Regions from separate parts of the Muntiacus reevesi genome. Here region 2 is linked to region 1. The links are chromatin contacts, called in public Hi-C maps. All regions are on one chromosome and are shown on one strand. Each heading gives the region's core, a stretch centred on a gene start, on an enhancer-like site or on the middle of the called end of the contact. The rest is flanking DNA. Distances are from core to core; before and after follow the strand shown. Region 1 holds the start of UMAD1 (UBAP1-MVB12-associated (UMA) domain containing 1). Region 2 holds the start of GLCCI1 (glucocorticoid induced 1).

Evidence for each region. Hi-C and Micro-C count contacts between places; a contact is called where the count stands out from the background.
Region 2: a Hi-C map of blood shows a contact between it and region 1, with 3 times the contacts expected there. The contact joins the promoter of GLCCI1 here to the promoter of UMAD1 in region 1. A contact is called at or near these places in 2 of 3 Hi-C or Micro-C datasets (blood and muscle).

What each region holds. Positions count from the first base shown.
Region 1 is chr6:14,945,588-14,951,774 of mMunRee1.1, reverse strand. UMAD1 (UBAP1-MVB12-associated (UMA) domain containing 1) reads right to left here and starts at 1,454. Exons shown (of 6, transcript XM_065939072.1): 1 at 1,337-1,454. RPA3 (replication protein A3) reads left to right here and starts at 1,675. Exons shown (of 4, transcript XM_065939054.1): 1 at 1,675-1,859; 2 at 3,030-3,104; 3 at 3,898-4,006; 4 at 4,598-4,981. The coding sequence starts at 1,761. The coding sequence ends at 4,680.
Region 2 is chr6:15,301,186-15,307,116 of mMunRee1.1, reverse strand. It overlaps GLCCI1 (glucocorticoid induced 1), which reads right to left and starts at 1,790. Exons shown (of 8, transcript XM_065939071.1): 1 at 1,238-1,790. The coding sequence starts at 1,691.

The DNA.
Region 1 (6,187 bases), core at 205-2,704:
CTCTTTTTAAAAAAAATTGTTATTAAAGACATTCATGTGTACTCCTCCCTATATAATGCAATCAACTTGGTTTCCAAACATCACTGAAGTGCAAAAGATGTGAAGGCTTTGCAGACTCTACCGACTTGCACCAAAGATAACCACTTTCTTATATACCAACTGACATGTACCCTATTCCTGCTAAAGAAATCTTTTAAACTTGTCTTAGTAACAGCAACATTAAAAAGGAAGAACACGTACATAGACACTAAGTTCCCAAATAAACAGAGAGGCAAACTATCCTTTAATTAAGATATTAGATTTCCATCTTAAAGTGCTGTGTGACATCTCAAACAGCATCTTCTTAGCTTAAGGCAACTGTGGGACTAAACTGGAGACCCTAAATAGATACCCGAATGGTTTTAGGCTAATTTATGGATTCGGTTTCCTAAAAAATAATAATATCCCCCCCCCCCCAAAAAAATTCTCCAACTTCTGGAGCACCCGTGGCAAGTAATTTTATGAGCACTCATTCTGGAATATCCCTGACAAGGCAGGTACCAAATCCTGTAGGGTAAAGCCTCGAAAATCAACAGCGACACAAGCCAACAACAGAGTCAAGAATTCCACCCTCCCCAAATCTCCTGGAAACAGGTTGTCTTTCACACGTGATCTCCCCTGCAGAATCCCGAGGTGTGAAAAGCAATAGGGAAAATTACTGGGAATTCAGAAAAAAAGAGTCCGTAAATCATAGGGACAAAAGTTAAATCAGCTGGGACCTTGCAATTAAAGTTATTTAACCTCATTCTGCGGAGAGGGAAATCGTGTCCGGGGAAGAAGAGCACCTGCTAAGATCCAAGAGTCATTTGAATCCATCTCCTCTCAGTCCAGTGACCGTTCCCTCACCCACTCCCAAACGCTTCAATTCGCTCATGACACGGAGGTGAGGTGAGAAAACCCGCACCTCCAGTGTGGCCAGACTGTCGGGACCAGAAAGGGTCGCGCGGCCCCTCCTCTCACAGGTGGTGAAACACGTTACAAAGTGACGCAGCTAGGGCAGAAAATCAACGACCCTCTGCCACCGAGCTGCAGGAGCTCCCCGGAGGCGATGAAAATCACTGGGGACCCCACTTCCTAGCTCTAGGAGAGAGAGGGTCAAAATGAAACGGGCTCCCTAGATTTCGGCAAGAACCCCGCGTTTCCCATGCAGGAGAACTGGGGAAACGCAGACAGCTAGTGGCGCAGCTCCGAAACGCCAAGGAGGGACAGGCACCGATTCCCGCCTCTCTCCTCCGCATCCGTCCGTGGGGAGAAACGGCAACCGTGAGGATGCGGCGACTCCCGCGAGAAGAGGTACCTGATGCTCGCGCCGCAGCCCCCCGTCGTACCGGAACCGGAGCCCGCCACCTTGCTTCCGGGGTTCAGCCGCAGCAAGGACTGAGGTCTCAGGAGGGAGCCTCAGCCCCGCCCCTTCCAAGCCCCGCCCCTTCCAAGCCCTGCCCCTACGCGCGCCTAGCAGAGGACCCGGGTGACTTCCGGGACGCCGCGCGTCACTAAGCAGCCGATCCCCACTTCCGGACGCATCCTTGCCTTCCTCGCCGTCCCAGACTGCGCGAGTGCTGTCGAGATATCGGCACGTGTGATTGGCTGAGCGAGAATGCTGGTCTCCGCCGATTGGATCCGCCCCGTAGACGAGGGGATCCGCCCCGTAGACGTCGGCGGGGAGCACAGTCTCAGTGGTCCGCTTGTTTCCCGCCGGTTGCCCGCCTTGCGTTGCAATCATGGTTGACGTGATGGAGTCGCCCAAGGCGCGCATCAACGCCAGCATGCTAGCTCAGTTCATCGACCAGCCGGTCTGCTTCGTAGGGAGGCTGGAGAAGGTGCGCGCGCTCACCGCCCTGGGCTTTTTGGCGGGAGGGACCCCGTGGCCGTGGGGCTGGCCTCCCCAGAGTAGGTAACGGAGGGTGGAAGAGAGAAAGTCATATAGCATCTCTGCGCCCCGGTTTGCTTTATTTCTCGCAAGGGAACTTTTTGCACACTTTTTGACCATTGCAGCCCTATTTTTGGCTCTTAGCGCGCGGAATCGCGAAGTTGAAGGCGTTCGGTTCTAGGGTCCCGCCCTCGTTTTTTACTGGAAATTATAAACAAAACTCCATCCGTTTTCTGTTAGCCGGCCTTGACAGCTAGTCCACTTTTCTTGTTTCCTTCCTTTCTGCTGTTTCCTCTTTTCTCAAACAGCGTTTTATCGTTGAAGTCGCTTTTCTGTAAAACATTGTTTGATTGTATGTTACTAATCCAGTGCCAGTTTATCTTACCCAAGTGTTAAGAGCGCAGCCCCTCATCCTACTGGTGAGAAACAGGCCCAAAGGCTCAGAATTTGGGAGCCGAGAAAACTTTTATATGAAAGCTTACTTACTAGTTTATTTCAGTCACATTATCTTCTTGCAATAGGTGTATTTGGACTTCACAGTTATGGAAATTGGGTAAGAGTGGCATCTGGTTAAAAAGTGCTTAAGGCCACAGCAAGTAGCAAAGCTAGCATGCATACCAGATCTGACTGCACTCTTTGCAACTGTCTCGCGGGAGTAGAACCCAGGTGTTCTAATAACCAGTTTCTCTTTACTTTCCTCATGTCTAATTTTTAAAAACATAACCTCTGTGGGATATATACTGTTTAAATCATGGATGCCAGTAGATCTCACTTTTAGATAATAAGAACCCTCCTTAATTTGTTCTTATTTCTAATTTGTTCTTAGATCTTAATTTGTTCTTAGATCTAAATCTGGGTTGCCAGATTTAACAAATAAAAATAACGGGACACATTTGCACTGAAAAGGTAATTGTTGTTTATCTAAAATTCGAATTTAGGCATCATTTGATCAGGTATAGTAACAAGACAATGTGAACTAGTTAAACTGTTCAAAAAAATTGCTTTGTGTGCACTAATTAAGTGTGGGTCATTCTGCTCTTTTGTCAAATTTCTAGTCTTTTTAAGAGAATTTTAAACAATTCATATGGACTTTTAAAAAAATTATGTGTTTCTTTTTCAGATTCATCCCACTGGGAAAATGTTTATTCTTTCAGATGGTGAAGGAAAAAATGGAACTATTGAGTTGATGGAGCCCGTATGTTTAAGTATTAATTCTATGTATATTATAATTAATTCTTCATCTTATTTGGTTTGTTGCTGATGTTTCTTATTCTTGGAGTGGACGTATAAAGGATCAGCTCATCAAACTTCTCTCAAATAAAATTTGTGTCCTACTTTTACATTTCCCTTTACTTTTCTAACCAATGATTTTTTGGGGCTCTGTCATTTTTAAATAAATGCTGACAACTCTCATTCCTTATGAAAGACCAGAAAATCACTTAAGAAAAAAATTATTTTTAAATCACTTTTCCCTTCCTCAGTAGTTTCACATTTTTAAAATTCAGTTTTTTGTTTTTGTTTACATTTATTTTCAGTTGTCACTTGCTTTTACCGTTTATGTGTATGGTATACTTTCTTCGTCTTTTATGAAGACAGATGTGTGTGCTGTTTGGTTAATGCATACAGAACTCTCTGTACAAATATAGATAATAGAAAGTTCCTTTCAATGAGTCCTTTTAAACAAATTACTCCTTGTGGAAATACTGGATAGTCTCAGGATCTTTAAGTGATTTTTGTCTTCAACTTAAACATTTAACTGTAACTTTAGACCTGAAGCCGCTGCTAAAGGTTACTGGACTGGTGACATGCGGACAGTAATAAGTACTCAAACATCTTTAACAAGTTACAATTCCATTTTTGCATTGATAAATCTTAAAATTATTTTGCTGCATGAAATGAAAGATTAGGAAAATCTAGAACAATTTTCCAAGTTAATTATCAGCTGAAAATGTGATAACAGCAAGTTGGTATTTTGTTCTTTGTGTTAGCTTGATGAAGAAATCTCTGGAATCGTGGAAGTAATTGGAAGAGTGACGGCCAAGGCAACCATTATGTGTGCATCTTATGTCCAGTTTAAAGAAGATAATCATCCTTTTGGTAAATAAAACATTCTGTGATTCATGTAATTAGGAGGAAAACAACTTTATTTTTAACTTGCTATGTCTTGGTCTTGAGTTTCAGTCCTGCTACACTTTCAATTTCTGTATTACTTTCTGATCCCAAAGGAAAATACTAGGACATTTTGGCCTACTTCTAAATAATGCTTCTGTATGTAAGAAACACAATGAAGGTTAGTATTTGTGGGAAGAGAATTTTTTAAAACAAAGTAAACAAAACAAAAATACTGTTAATAGTTTTTTTTAATTTGATTTTAATATATAAAGGCATCACATAATGCACAACACCTAAATCACAACCAGGCAAGAATGGTGCCTGTACAATGGAAGTCAAAATAGAAGTTATACTCCATGAATTTTGGAAATCATGGAAGTTCTACTGCATGACTTTTATTTTTTGGACCCATACTTAAATAAATATGACCCATATCACAGTTCTAGCAAATGGATTGTGAAAATAAGTTGACCTCTAAAAGGGAGAGAAAAGAGAAACAGGTAGAACTGTTTAAGTAATAATTGATATTACAACCTTCCACTGTAGATTAAATGTTTGCTAACCTATTTCTTGCAGATCTTGGACTTTACAATGAGGCTGTGAAGATTACCCATGAGTTCCCTCAGTTTTTCCCTTTGGGAGTTGTGCAGTATGGTTGAACTATTTTGATGATTGCCAGTGAGCTACACTGAAGACTATTAAAGGAGGCCCCTGATATTTGAAGGAGCAATTCCTGAGATTTTTAATATTTAATTTGTTCTCTTCTTAATTTCATTTACCTAACTTTATTAGATATTCCAGTGTGCCATTTTTGACAGAACTGGCTTATTGACAGTTCTCATCTAAGTTCTCATAAAAAGTAATTTCTCTGGCATGTGGTCAGATTTAAAATGCAAGGAAGAAAAAAACAGTTGGTTGAACTTAGTTTTTTGCTTTATTAATAAAAGCTTATGTGCCGTTGGTCGTATCGTTCTTCTTTCAGTCACCTGTTCAAACACAAACTTGGAATTTAATAACTGTCAAGTCAGGGCTTAAGATTTCCCAAATGAAACCCTGGGTCAACCGTGTTAAGAATGTACTGCTACCTCATGAACTATACCATGTCAATCACTTCCTTGACACTGTGAAAAAATGATGATATTAAAAGAGCAAACAGAATCCAACATCTTCTGTAATTTGTGAATACCAGTATTAGGGCATTCTACAGAATCAGAACCAACAGGATATATATGGATATGTAAATGAATTGTTACACAAGTTGGCTTACGTGGTTATGGAGGTGGAGAAGTCACCGGATGTGCAGTCTAGAGAACCAAGAAAGTCGGTGGTGTACAGTGCGAGTCCAAAAGCCTGACAACAAGGGAACTTGATGGTGTCACTTGCAGTCCAAGTTCAGAGATCTGAGAACAGGGAGGACACTGCTGTAAGTCCAAGAGTCTAAAGGCCATCTTTACTCAATCTGCTGATTTAGATGCTAATCTGTTCCAGAAGCACCCTCACAGATATACCCAGAAACAACGTTTTACCAGCTATCTGGGTATCCCTTAGCCCAGTCATACCTGACACATAAAAGGTAACCATCATAGCACCTCTTTCTCAGGATTTTATTAATAACAACTATCAAAATTAATTTGAAATTTCTGTATTCTCCTACTTCATACCACCAACACTGGTGACAGTTGTTGCAAGGGTGCAACAGTAACAGAGTAATTGGTGACCTGCAAGGCCACAAGTTTTATGGCTTGACCCATTTTCTTCAGTGAGGAAATAAATTCTAAATCCATTCAGGTTATAGATCATGCCAAGAATATTTAAATTGGTAACATCTTCAATTTCATCCCCAAATATTCTACAAATTACCTAAGCAACAGAGCTACTCATGGTCAAGCATTTTATTACAGTAAGTAAAGACAATATTGGTCTCCCAAGGTGGCTCCAGTGGTAAGGAATCTGCCTGCCAATGCAGGAGAGTCAGGTTCAATCCCTGGGTCAGGAAGATCCTTTGAGATCCCTTGGAGCAGGAAATGGCAATGCACTCCAGTATTCTTAGCGGGAAAATCCCATGGACAAGTAGAGCCTGGCAGGCTACAGTCCATGGGGTTGCAAAGAATCAGACCCGACTGAACACACACATACATACATAAAGAACTGTAATTGAAATTCAGG
Region 2 (5,931 bases), core at 541-3,040, 360 kb before region 1:
GGCCTTAGCAACATGCAAATCACGGGTCTGAAATATTAAAACAAAAACACCCAAACTGCAGTCTATCTTAACACAATCACTTTCTCCAGGTCTAAGACCCTCATCGAAAAAACTCCATTAAAAAAATTCCACATACCTTACAAAACACCATACAGAGCTCCACAATGTTTTCCTCCCAAGCAGAGATTTTTCCACTGTTACCGGTATGATAGGTTCTCTCCACAATGCAGAAGCAGCAGCAGCAGCATCTGTATCCCTAACCCGGCATCTAATCACATGAGCTACTACCCCCTCTCCCTTATGAGCTTTACATCCCTGTTTTGGCTTATCTCCCTCTTCTCCCCCAGGACTCAACTAGATCATGCACTATGATGTCCCTAGAGATAAACCAAACCACACCAAAACACAAAACATTAAGGGAAGCCGACAGCATCCACCAGGTCTCCACTGCCTTTGACAACTAACAGAAAAGAAACTCGAGATCCTTTAACAGCTCAACTGAACTGTTAAGTGTACTTACAAATGGAAGGGAAAAAGTGAGCACACTCCACAAATAGGTCCTTAGAAATTTACCATGCAAGTCTTGAGTTGGGCATAAACTGTTCTCAGTGCAGTACTGAGTATTGCCCGGATGCATATGACTATATAAAGTAGAGAAAAGAAGACCAAAAAAAAAAAAAAAACCCCAAACACTATACACTTCAATTGCACATCCAAAACTGTCCCCTCTACACACCCAACAGGATATCCTTACATCATAACCAGTGCCTCCACCCCTCCAAAAAAGAAAAAAATTACCCCGGTAGGCACAGACACATTATGGGAACTTTGTAGGAAAGCACAAAGAGGCTGTAGAGATTACAACCACCACCTTATCTGCTGCCCGAGTTGGTGCGCGTGTTTTTTTTAAGTGTTTCGCCCAGCTCCTCCTTCCCCCACTACAAACAGCAAACACAGGAGTGAGCTAATCAGCTCTTAAACTGAAAAACCTTTCGAGGCAGGCGTGTGATGGTAGATAAAAGCTGAAGGGGCGGCAGAAGGGTCAAATAAAAGTTGCTCTGCAGTCCGCTCCTCCGAGCCCCGCAGCGACCGCAGGGGGGTGAGGTTCCCAAAGCCACTTTCACACCTTCGATAACGCACTAGCAAAGAGAAGCCCGGAGAGGCTGAAGTTTCCACCGAGGGCACCGTCGGGGAAGGGAGACGCAGCCCGGGAGGACGGAAGGGTTGGGCTCGCTACCTCTGCAGACGGGCGAGCCGGGGCTCCGTCGCTCAGGTGAGTTGCTCCTCCGGTGGCTCTCGGGGGACCGTCTCGAGCGGCCCTTGGCCCGCGGCGCCTGCTCGGTTGGGGCCGCGGCCGGCGGCGGCGTCGGGCTGGGCGGGCTGGGGCCGCGGGCCGCACCGGGCCCCGGGAGGCTGCCCAGCGAGGCGGCGGCGGCGGCGGCGGGCGGGCGCGTGGGACTGTGCTGGCTGCCCCGCAGGAGTTGGTAGGGCACCGTGGCGCGGATGGGCTGCAGCAGCCGGCCGGCTCCCGCAGCTGGGGCGCAGCCCACACCGCCGCCGCCGCCGCCTGCACCGTTCCCGCTGCCGGTGGCTGGGGCGGCGGGCGGGGAACCCGCGGCGCTGCGCCGCATCCTCTGCGGCGGGGGATGAGGGGTCTGAGAGGAACTGGAAGAGGAGGCGGCAGTGGACATGGTGGCTCCGCGGGCCCGGGACGACGCCGGCCGACACCGAGGCGCGGAGCGGGAGGCGCGCGAGCGTGTGGGAGCCGGCGCGATAGTGCGTGCGAGTGTGTAAGGGGGAGGGGCGGGGGGATCGGGGAGGGGGAGGAGTCTCCCGGCTCCCCCTTCCCAACGCGCACCCCCGCCGCCTCGGCGAGGGGGGGAGGGGAAAGCTGCGAAAACAAACGTCCAACGGCCCCAACCGCCCGGCCGGGCTCGCTGTGGCGGTCACGGCCGGGGCCGCAAGGAGCCCGAAGCCGCCGCCGCCGCCGCCGCCCCGGGCATCGCGCTGACAGGGGAGAGGGGCAACCGGCCGGATCACGCCGACTCGCGGGGCTGCACGCGCGGGAGAGACCGGTAGCTGCAGAGGGCCTGGACCCCTGCTTCTGGGGACCCGGGTAGGGGGAAAGGGGCCTCGAGGTGCCCGACTCTCCGCGGAGCCGCGCCACCGCAAACGCCGCCGCCGCTGCTTCTGCCCGCTCCTCACTCCAAATGGCAACTAACCCCCTAGCCCGTACCCCGCCCCCGGCACCGCCTCCCGGCGCTCGGGACCGGCAGCTGCCGCAACGAGCATTCCCATTGGCTCCGTCCTTCTCCACCAGCGCTCTCGTGATTGGTTTCAGTGTAGGAGTGAAAGGAGCAACTGCCAATGAAAGTGGGTGTCCTACTCTGGAGGCGGGACATGAAGGGGTGCAAGAGGGAGGAGGGGGCTGTGCGCGCAAGGAGGGGCGTGAGAGTTGACAGCCTTTGAGGTGAGAGGGGGACTTTGATTGGGCTGCCTTGGGAGAGTGGGTCCCTACGTGTCCTGCCCCAACACCCACAGACACGCGTACACCCGAGGAAGCAGGTTACGAGGGCTCCACCATCCCGGGCCGATTGTACAATATGAGACAGAGGATACATCAGACAAACTTGACTTTGCAAGTACACCTGTTCTGATAGTGGGATGTTTTAGAAGAATCCATCCCTTTCTCTCTAACTTTAGTAATCCGAGGTTTTGTGGCGAGCAGACTAATTAAAAGAACTTCGGGCCATCAGAAGAAACGTGTGGAAGTTGGATTGAACACTGAGTGGATACTTTTACAGTTAACCTATGGAGTGAAAAGAGTTAGTCAAATCTTTTGTTCTAAGATAATAACTCGGAATTGCAAGAGTTAATAAGGAATTAAGTACATTAATGGAGGGCAGGCACCCTGTTGTCTTTCCCAGAAGTAGATGCCCTCTTGGGAGAAATAAGTACCAGACTTGATGTAGCAATACATTTCTGTGGTAAATTTCGTTTTTATTCTGCAGTTAATCTGAAGGGATACAAAGATTTTATATGACTACCAGGAACCTAAGTTTACCCCAAAATGTTCCTGCTTAAACCTTAAGCAGGAACAATTGATTGATGGGTCTACATCAGATAACCTCCCTTAGTTTCCATGAGATAAGAAAAGCATGACTGGCAGGTCAGATTGGTCTACTCTTGGTGTCTACCCACAGTGACAAGCTTCCTCTGATTTTAGGCACTAAATGCAGGGATCAGTTTCACTTAGAGGGGCCATCCTTCTCAGCTTCCTTGTGTCCTCAGAAAAGAAAGCATACCCAGTTCTGTTAAAAAGTGGATGAAACCCACTTTTTCTGTAAAAATGCAAGAATTGCACCCATTAAGACTAGTGATAGTTCCTCACTTTATCACATACTAGAATATTAGTGAACATTTATTGAACATTTCATGTTTTGGCCATTGTTCTAAGACTGTTTATGTGCTAACTCCTTCAATCCTTCTATAATCCACAATGTAGATACTATTATTATCCCCACTGTGTTCACAAACGTTTGCTTTCCAGAATAATATATTAATTATGAATACAGTAAAAAATTTACTCTTTCAAATTTAGTATAATTGACCTACTGTAGTGTTTTTTTCCATCTAAAATAAAAGATTTCCTCATTCATTAGGAAATTGCATTCCTTCATGAGGAAAAAGAATGATAAATGCTTCTTTCTGATGACTTTTTTGGAATGTCAAGAACAAAAATTGACAGATTAAAATAAATAAAGTTTTTTTTTTTAAATTGCTGGTAAATATCCAAGTTGTTGATGTGATTATAGCATGGTTTCATTATAGAAATGTTATCTCTGGAAACAAGCTCAACACTTTAGATTACAATAATTCTAAATTTATACCAAGCCACAGTCATAATGATCAATAGCTCAGTTCAGTTCAGTCGCTCAGTCGTGTCCAACTCTTTGCGACCCCATGGACTGCAGCACACCAGGTTTCCCTGTCCATCACCAACTGCCAGAGCTTACTCAGACTCATGTCCATAGAGTCAGTGATGCCATCCAACCATCTCATCCTTGGTTGTCCCCTTCTCCTTATGCCCTCAACCTTTCCCAGCCTCAGGGTCTTTTCCAATCAATACTTGATTTGGATCTAAAACAACATACCTTTTAAAGGCTATCTGTATCTGTTCAAAACTATCATACCAACTTAAATATCCAAAACAAATCTAAATGACACACAAAGAGAACTAGTATGATCTTAAAATACTATTTTTAGTTGCTGATAAGTCATCAAGTCATCTTGACCTATTTGGATGTTCAGTCACCTCTCTACTAAAGATACCTTGGTCATCTCTTAAACCTTTCTTCTCATGAAATAAATATTGATCTTTATGTGTAAGGAATTGAGTCTCTAAACAAATGAAAGTTGGGCTAACATAAACTAAACCCAGTATCTGCTTTCAAATGTCCACTTGTTGAGGTCTTAATAGTATTTTCTTCTTAGTGAGGATGGGAGTGGTCTCCATGGGTATAAATTTAAGTTTTAGGAAAACATACTCCCCAGTAATTTGGAAACCCCTTAGAAGGAAGTGTGAATTTCTCGGCTAGAAGAGCATGGTTGTTATCAGATTGTGCTAGGTATGGAATGCATACACCCAGTATGGATTATCTCTGTTTGTTGAATGTAAGTGTAACAATCCCTGTAAATTCTGTATATGTTAATATTGATAGTAACCTCTTTTCTGTGTTGTCCTGCCTGGAAGGAGACGCCACTGAAAGCATAATCAGGTGGCAGGGGAAACACCTTTGTCCTCAGTAACCTGTGTCTTAGTTATTTGTGGAACAAGATCTCACCATTAGCTTATCTGAGGTAGAGCTCTGTTAACACTTACTTCTTGATTCATATATGGTAGTGGGCTGTATTACCCATTAGGTTACATTAAAACTTGGAATCATTGGCTATGTCTGATTAATATGCAGTCCCATGTGAAAAGAGAATGAGATAACCATCGGGGCTACCGAGCTACCAAAACTCCCCTCTTCTGGTTTCATCCATATTTGCCAGGCTGTGCATCCAAGGCCCAACCAAATGTAAGAGGCAGTCCAGGCTGTCAGCATTAGAAATGAGGTCATGGCTGAGAGAAAACACTAAACAGATCTGCACTGATGTTCAGCTTAAGCTGATTAAACTCTCTTGTAGGTGGATTCTTTATAGCAACAACAAAAAGAGCCTTGCCTGAATTTTTGTCCCTGGCAGATTCTTACAGTAAAACTCCTTACTGCTTGTGACAGCCTGCGTGTGCCTTTGCACTAGGTGTTCCGTCTGCCTGAGGAGTTCTTGCTCCAGTTACCCACACGGTTTGCTCGCTCATTTCCCCCAGGTCTCTACTCAGATGTCATCCCCTTCACAATGAAAGCTGTTCTGAAAACTCCTTTGAAAATTGCAAGCACCCCCGAGATGGTCCATACTCTCTATCATACTTTTCTTTCCCAGAGCACCTATCACCATCCACACATTGTATATTGTAATTATTTTTTTTCTGTCCGTGTAGAATACAAGTGCCATGAAGGCAAGACTTTTTATCAGTTTTATTATTGCTGAATCTCCATAGTAGCGCTTGGTACCTGGTAGACAATATTTGTTCAGTGTTTTCAAAAGAGTTGCAAATTTTAATCAGTGCTTCTTCCAAAGACTCAATTGCACCTTTCATCAGAAAACAAAATTGACAATAACAAGTGTATGTGTATCACTGTTGTAGAAGCATAGCCACAGGGTAGAAAAATGTCCCATGTGGCTTCTGTAATATATGCAGATACTCACATTGGGGCCAGCATTCAAAAGGAAAGCGTATCTTGTATTATGATCGTTATAAAGGCAAAGTAAAAAATATTAGTCCTCATGGCTCTTGTAGGCTCATCTGATGTTGAAAATGGAGAATGA